Linked DNA regions of Rattus norvegicus: region 2 is linked to region 1. A link is a contact called in public Hi-C data. All regions are on one chromosome and are shown on one strand. Each heading gives the region's core, a stretch centred on a gene start, on an enhancer-like site or on the middle of the called end of the contact. The rest is flanking DNA. Distances are from core to core; before and after follow the strand shown. Region 1 holds the start of Fbxo38 (F-box protein 38). Region 2 holds the start of Napg (NSF attachment protein gamma).

Region 1 (3,133 bases), core at 96-2,595:
TCGGCTCTAGAAGAAACTATCCTTTATTCCCTATGAAGTGTCACCTGCGTCTTTGAAAGCACAATAAAAGCCCACCATATGAAAGAGGATACCCAATGAATTAAAGACTTAACTCAGTTGTGCTGAACTGAACTTTACTGTTTCCGTAACACTCCAGGCCCTATCTCTACACTTTACCATTTCATTCCTATTGATTCTTCAGAACAGCCTGGGAGAAGGGGGTGAGGAAGGAGATGGGGGAAGGCTTACTCTTATTTACTGAAGTCCAAATATATTAACAGAAATAAGTAACATGAATACACACAATTCACTTACAGGAATTACACACAATTCAATTACAGGAATACTTACAGTATTAGAGTTACCATACTTACATATACACATATGTAATGAAGTTTTCTTGTTGTATTTTGTTTTGCTTTCTCCCACCCCGCCCCCTGCCAAAGCTCCAAATTGGGATACATGATTGATACATGGAATCCTGAGTGTGAATGAAAAGCTACAGCCCAGGGTGCTAATGTTAATCCTTAGTAAGGGAAGAACTAATAAGTCTGGTAAAAATTAAGAATAATTAGAACATTGTGCATGGTGCTCCCATACACCGTATTTACTTTAGTATCAGTAGTTACCTCACCCCGCCTTGTCAAATTGCGTCCCAAATGTTCCTATGTACACGATCTCTGTCTCCCTGGGGTGCCTACATGCGTGTTAGTTACAGGCCTCTAAGTGCACTGACAAGAGCTCTATGGGTTAAAAAAAAATTCTAGGTTTCAGTCCAGTTTTGTGACATTGTCACAACTGTCCTCACTGAAGACAATGTAGACGAAGAAAAATTATCAAGCAGATCTCTACTCATAAAGGCTCAGTGTCACATTTATTAATGAAACACTGATGTGAGAACCGTGATGTTCAAGAGACTATAAACCACAAACATGCAAAGACAACGCTCGCAAATCACAGAATGATTTAATAGTCTTTGCGCCCCTCCACTTACCCACGCCCCGAAATCAAGGGCCCAATTTGTAGCTGGAAAATATTTTTATTGCACCATTCATTTTGCCAATGAAGAAGAGGAGAGACAGTGTATATCCAGGATCACAAGAGTTACCAGCACCACGGAAGAGCTGCAAGGTACCAACTGCAGTAGCTAAGATTCCCGGCGTTTCCGGTGGGGAGCCTTACGTCACCGGAAGAAGGGCAGGCTGAAAGGCTTCAGGAAATGCCACTCTTAACATGGCTGCTTTGCTGGGATGGAGCCACACTTAACATGGACGCAGTGAGGCCCGCCCAGGCCCATCCCCCGATGACACTTCTTCGGAAGACTCTAGAGGCAGCGGAAGCGGAAGCTCTGCGGAGGTGGGGGCCGCAGGAAGAGTTTGTCGCGATTCTCCGTCCCTCTCAACCACAAAAACAGACGGAGGGCCGGCGTAAGTGAGCCGCGGCCTGGGAGGCTGTCGCGAAGGTGGAGGTGCGCGGTTGTGGGCAGATGGAGGGGTCCGGGGCTTCCACCGCCCAGATCTTCGATCTTGGGCTCAGGAACTCTTGGGCCTAGAGCGACCGAGAAAGGAGTGTCTGAAATGTAGTTCTGGCCTTAACAGGCCTTGCTCCTAAGGCATCCAGCCTTCCATTCCACCATGCAGAGCCTTCTCTGGGTCTCGGTTTCATCAGCCAAATGGGAGGTTTGGCCAGACTTTGGGCCCCTCCCCCAACACACACTCTAGGCGTCAGCAATGCAACGATTTTAATGTTGAGTCGTTTAGGCCAGTAAATTGAGGAACGCCTGCTCTAAGTCGGCTGAGGAAGTAGCTCTTGTATGATGCGGTTAATCCATCGTGTGAAAAAAGACTGGAGACCCTGGTTTTGTCCCACTGTTGCTGTTTATTTGGTGGTCATTTCTTTTGGCACACCCCCCACCCCCGCCCGCCCATCCCCCTCATTGTTTTGAACCTGAAATGTCTCATCTGTTCGAGAAAAATATTGTTGTAGACACTGGCTTAATCTCTCTCACCCCGACCCCATCACAAAAGCCATGGTTTTTCTGGAGATGGGAGAAATTGGAACATGGAGAAGCACATACTATGTAGTTATAGACTGAGAATACTCTTGTGATTTTTAACTTGTGTTTGAGAATTATCATTTTTAGAAGACTAGAAAGACCCTATCCCTCTTGTCATAGATTGTGATGTTGCAGTTGTACTGTATGTGGGAGAAGGGTGTCGGGGTGTTCGGAGAGTGTATGTGTGTGTTGTAGAGTGTCATCCTTCAAGCTTAACAGCCAACAGTCTGTGTCAAAGCTTATGTGACTTCCAGCTTAAGACGCTGCTGTTTGTTGACATTCCTTTGTAGAAGGTGTTGGGGGGCGGGGGGGGGGGGGATCACTGGTCCCTCACCTGAGAGTCAGGACTCTGCCTCCCATACCTCTTGGCCATTTGTGTGTAATTCTGATCGTGGATGGCCTCTTGGTAAGGAGGTACTAAAGTACATAGTCTGGGAAGGTTAACTGAAGAGGGGAAAGGAATTCCAGGGGTACAGCTATAGGGAAGCCACCATCCATACCATTGGAATTGAAAATCTGGCTGCTTTCCAGCACATCAGGCTCCTCCTGTTTGTAGCTCCTCAGGCATGCTATGTAAGTAAACCCAATAAACACATTAGCTCCCCTGGGTAAACTTTGGTGGCCTTGTACTTTAGTTTGTCACTGGGGCCTCATAAGGGAGACTTATGTCTCTCTAGGGAAGGAATTCAGACAACACAGTGTGTGTGTGTGTGTGTGTGTGTGTGTGTGTGTGTGTGTGTGTGTGTTTAAATGGTTGTGTGCCTGAGGTACGTGTTTTATCTTTAGTCTAAAGGGAATAACAAGAGAAAGGGAAAACTAGGTTTCACTAAAGTTAGGTGGTGTAAAGATTGGTCTTGAAGTGGAATCGAAAGCCTAGGTCCTTATTTCAGAAGTGCACATTCTGTCTCAGGGACTGGCAGCATGTCATTCCTGTGTTCATTTCCATTATTTGTAAAATAAAGGGTTGAACTAGGTTCCCTGCCCTTTCATCTGGGTAGGTTCCTCCTTCCCTCCCCTTTTAAATCAAAGCAGTGTGGCGGCTGGATGACACTTTGAGAGCAAGAGGGTCCATCCTAC
Region 2 (3,315 bases), core at 259-2,758, 440 kb before region 1:
AACTGCAGATCAACTCCAGGCAGCTGAGCACCATTAATTAGCAAAAATGAAGGCCCGATTAACATTAGGTTGATGGCTAATCTGTTGTGGACCTTGACTGGTTTCATCCTAAGTAAGAAAACTTTCCTAAGCCAGAATACAGTGATAATGAGTGATACCACCATAAGAAAACAGAGACCAATTCCACTGCCTCTCCTACACTTCTGATCCATTCGTCCTACCACCTGCTGGCTCTCCTACCTACAGCAACTTCAAGCACCCTTCAGACCCCATTGCAGCCACAAGCAAGCCCACTCATCTATAATCCTGTCTTAACAGAAGGCCTCTCTTACAGGTCTTCTCCCAACAGAGATGCCTAGGGGTCTAGTTCTCAACTCCACATACAACTGCCTAGAGGACTTGTCAAAGCCATTACGAAAGGATGCTAATCCTGGCTCCTAAGGTTTCCTTAGCTCCGATGGTCAAAATCCTCCTGAAGTTCACAAAATGCAACTTCATTATAGCTAAGAGCACATGTTCTGTTCTTTTATGTTTGTTTTTACCATGCATGTTCTTGGGATCACCCTCTGCACTGACAGCCACCTTCCTAGTCACTGCCTGGAGGCAAGGTGGTATACCAGAAAGGGCTTGTGAATTTCCACTGCCTAAAACTTGCCCTGCTCTTTTCAGCTGAGCAGCCTTGGACAGGTCTCCAGGAAATTTCAGACCGCCTCGGTTCCTCTTTTGTAAACTGAGGCCTTTCTATTAGTTAAGATCTTAGTTTATGATTCACCTAACAGTGTACTAAGAAATGTCTTACAGTCGATAATCGTTAAATATGTATGTTGTAATTCACGAAAGTGGGCGAGAGGACTAAGGAGAACTCGCAGTTTCCAGTACGTATGCCTACTGAGCCCGGAACCAAAAGGTGGCGAACACCCACAAGACTAAGGAAGCTTAGACCTTGCCCCCAGTGAATAGGATGTCTGACAGTGAGAGTTTTTCAGAATTAGTCTACACCCCCGCACTGCACCAGGGTCTCTTTCCTAGCAGTAGCTCTCCACCGCAAGATTTCCTCCATAGTGTCATTCTGGATGTTATAAGATGAGACAAGGTGTCCACGCCAAAGCCCGCAACGAGCAGAGCAGCCGCAAACCCTGAGGACCTGGCGCCGGGCAGACGTGGCTGTCACAGGGGCGTCTGCAGCAAATGACGCGGCGCAGGCTGGCACGATCGACTGCAGGGGATTGACCCAAAAGGCAAGGCACCGCCCCGAGCACGGACAGCAACATGACCCTCCCTCCCGACCAGCCCGAGCGCACGGCTGAGGGGCGCGATTCACCAGCCCGGCGGCGACTCGACGTACTACTTCTCTGCCTTGGCTAGATGCTCCAGCCCCTCGTTTATCTTCTGGGCTGCCATTGCCTCGGCCGCTTGCTGACGCGAAGAGTGAAACAGCCTAGAGCTCAGCAAAACACCTAGAGCGTCGGCGTGGGAACGCCGCGGAGGAAGCCGGGAAAGGGGCCTACGGAAAGCGAAGAGCTCAAATTTCTTATGGCAAAGCTGGCCCGGAAATGGGTGGGACGAAGGGACGAGGAGGGCGGGGCCAGGCCTCGCGCAAGCGCAGTGATGCGGAGCTAACCTGGAGGTGCTCAAGCTGGTGTTGTCGGTTAATTACAGGGGTGCGTTCTTTCGAGCGTTGGTTACTGCACCCTACAAATATTTAAGGAGCAATTAATAGAAGTCGAGTACTGGTCTTTACTAGTCCTGGAAAACAAGAAAGCGTTCTTCTCAGGAGCCCTGTGTCTTCACGCTGCGAAAATGCTGTCGAACCTTTGCCTATTTGTCCTTGCAATTTATTAGTTTCTCTTTACTACATCTATGATAGTACTTGCGCATCATTCATCTTTTATGATTTCCTTCTTCTGTTTTATATTCCAAGTGCTGGTACACTACCCATTACAGCTTTTATAACTGATTCTAGTTATGTATCAGTCAGTCATAAAAACAGACTGTAATCCTTGGTTACTGTCAAATAATAAGTCTAGCATTTCAAACCGACGGGGAGGGGACCTTGCAATAGTCTAGCAGAGGTGATTTGGCGGCTCTGCTGATACTTAGTGGGAGTCTTGGGATTACATATTGATTTCTGCCACGCCTATGCGGCCTCTCAGTTTTTCATCTGTAATGATCTTTTCTTACACCCACCTTAGATACTGAGAGTCTGAAAAGTGTCTCTTGAAGGGCCACACACTGTAGATTTGATGCCCAACATCTAGCGTGTTTTGTAAAACGGTGGCATAGTGGAATAATTGTGGCGGGAGTGAGCATCTTGGTGGGCGCAGACTAAGCAATCAGTCACACTATATGACAAACCTAGTATAAAGAAAAGATTATTGGGCTTGGTAACAGAGCTAGAAGTGGTAGAGCCAGAAAAGGGCGGAAGGTGAGGGGACCAGGGACAGAGAAGGACAGAGAGAGAGAGAAGAAAGGAGGAAAAGACCTGCTGGGATCACGGGGTGGGGGGGGGGTATTGAGGGGGTGTGTGTGGAGAGAGGGGGGAGGAGAGGTAGGGCGAGGGGGAAGGGGGAAGCAGACTAGAAGATGGAGAGAGAGCTAGGGATACCAGCAATCCTCTTTTACACATGGTGGCAGGTAATGAGGTAAGCTGTTGCTAGGTTGCTGTTGCTAGGTTCCTAGGAGGCGCCTAGTGGAATTGTCTATAAACCAACACCTATTAGAGCTGATAGAACCCTTAGATAGTGAGGCCTGGTGGAAGGAAAATAAGTAAGTCCTCGCAGGCTGTTTCTATCCTTGAAGGGTATGTAGGGACCCCAGCCCCTCTTCCATCTTCCCCTTCTTGGCCGACATGGGATGAGCCACTTTGCTCCAACCATGTTGTACTGCCTTGCTTCCTAAGCTGAGAAGCAAAGGGGAGAAGTCACCATGGACTGAAACCATGAAGAAAACATACTTCCCCACATAAACAAATGATCTGGAATGTTTCCAACAGTAACAGGAGGCCAATGAGCACAGCCACCCCATTTCCAGGAAAGTATCCTTGACTTCAGTTACAAATACTAGTGTGTTCTCTGTGGTGCCGATTTTAGGAGCCCTCTTTCCTAGTTTCTGGCTTCTTATCTCGATCTAGTATCTCTTGGCCTTTGACAGATTCTTCTTATTGGCCAATCCGCTGCCCCTTCTCACACTTACTATTCTGTCCTCGATAAGTCCTGTGCTCTGTCATCATAAACTCATTCTTTGCAGACTTTCCCTCCATCTTTCCTTCTACTCTGAAAAAAAAACTCACCTCATGTAGAACTGCCCTTGACCCAC

What was found. A called contact is a pair of places that touch in the nucleus more often than the background predicts.
Region 2: a contact with region 1 is called in a Hi-C map of liver, with 5 times the contacts expected there. The contact joins the promoter of Napg here to the promoter of Fbxo38 in region 1. A contact is called at or near these places in 8 of 12 Hi-C or Micro-C datasets (the A7r5 cell line, frontal cortex, hepatocytes and 4 more).

Annotation. Positions count from the first base shown.
Region 1 is chr18:58,272,474-58,275,606 of GRCr8, reverse strand. It overlaps Fbxo38 (F-box protein 38), which reads left to right and starts at 1,345. Exons shown (of 22, transcript NM_001372021.1): 1 at 1,345-1,468. It overlaps LOC120098287 (a long non-coding RNA gene), which reads right to left. Exons shown (of 4, transcript XR_005496454.2): 4 at 1,020-1,548.
Region 2 is chr18:58,708,895-58,712,209 of GRCr8, reverse strand. It overlaps Napg (NSF attachment protein gamma), which reads right to left and starts at 1,508. Exons shown (of 12, transcript NM_001398659.1): 1 at 1,346-1,508. The coding sequence starts at 1,401. LOC134483041 (a long non-coding RNA gene) reads left to right here and starts at 2,698. Exons shown (of 2, transcript XR_010059859.1): 1 at 2,698-3,034.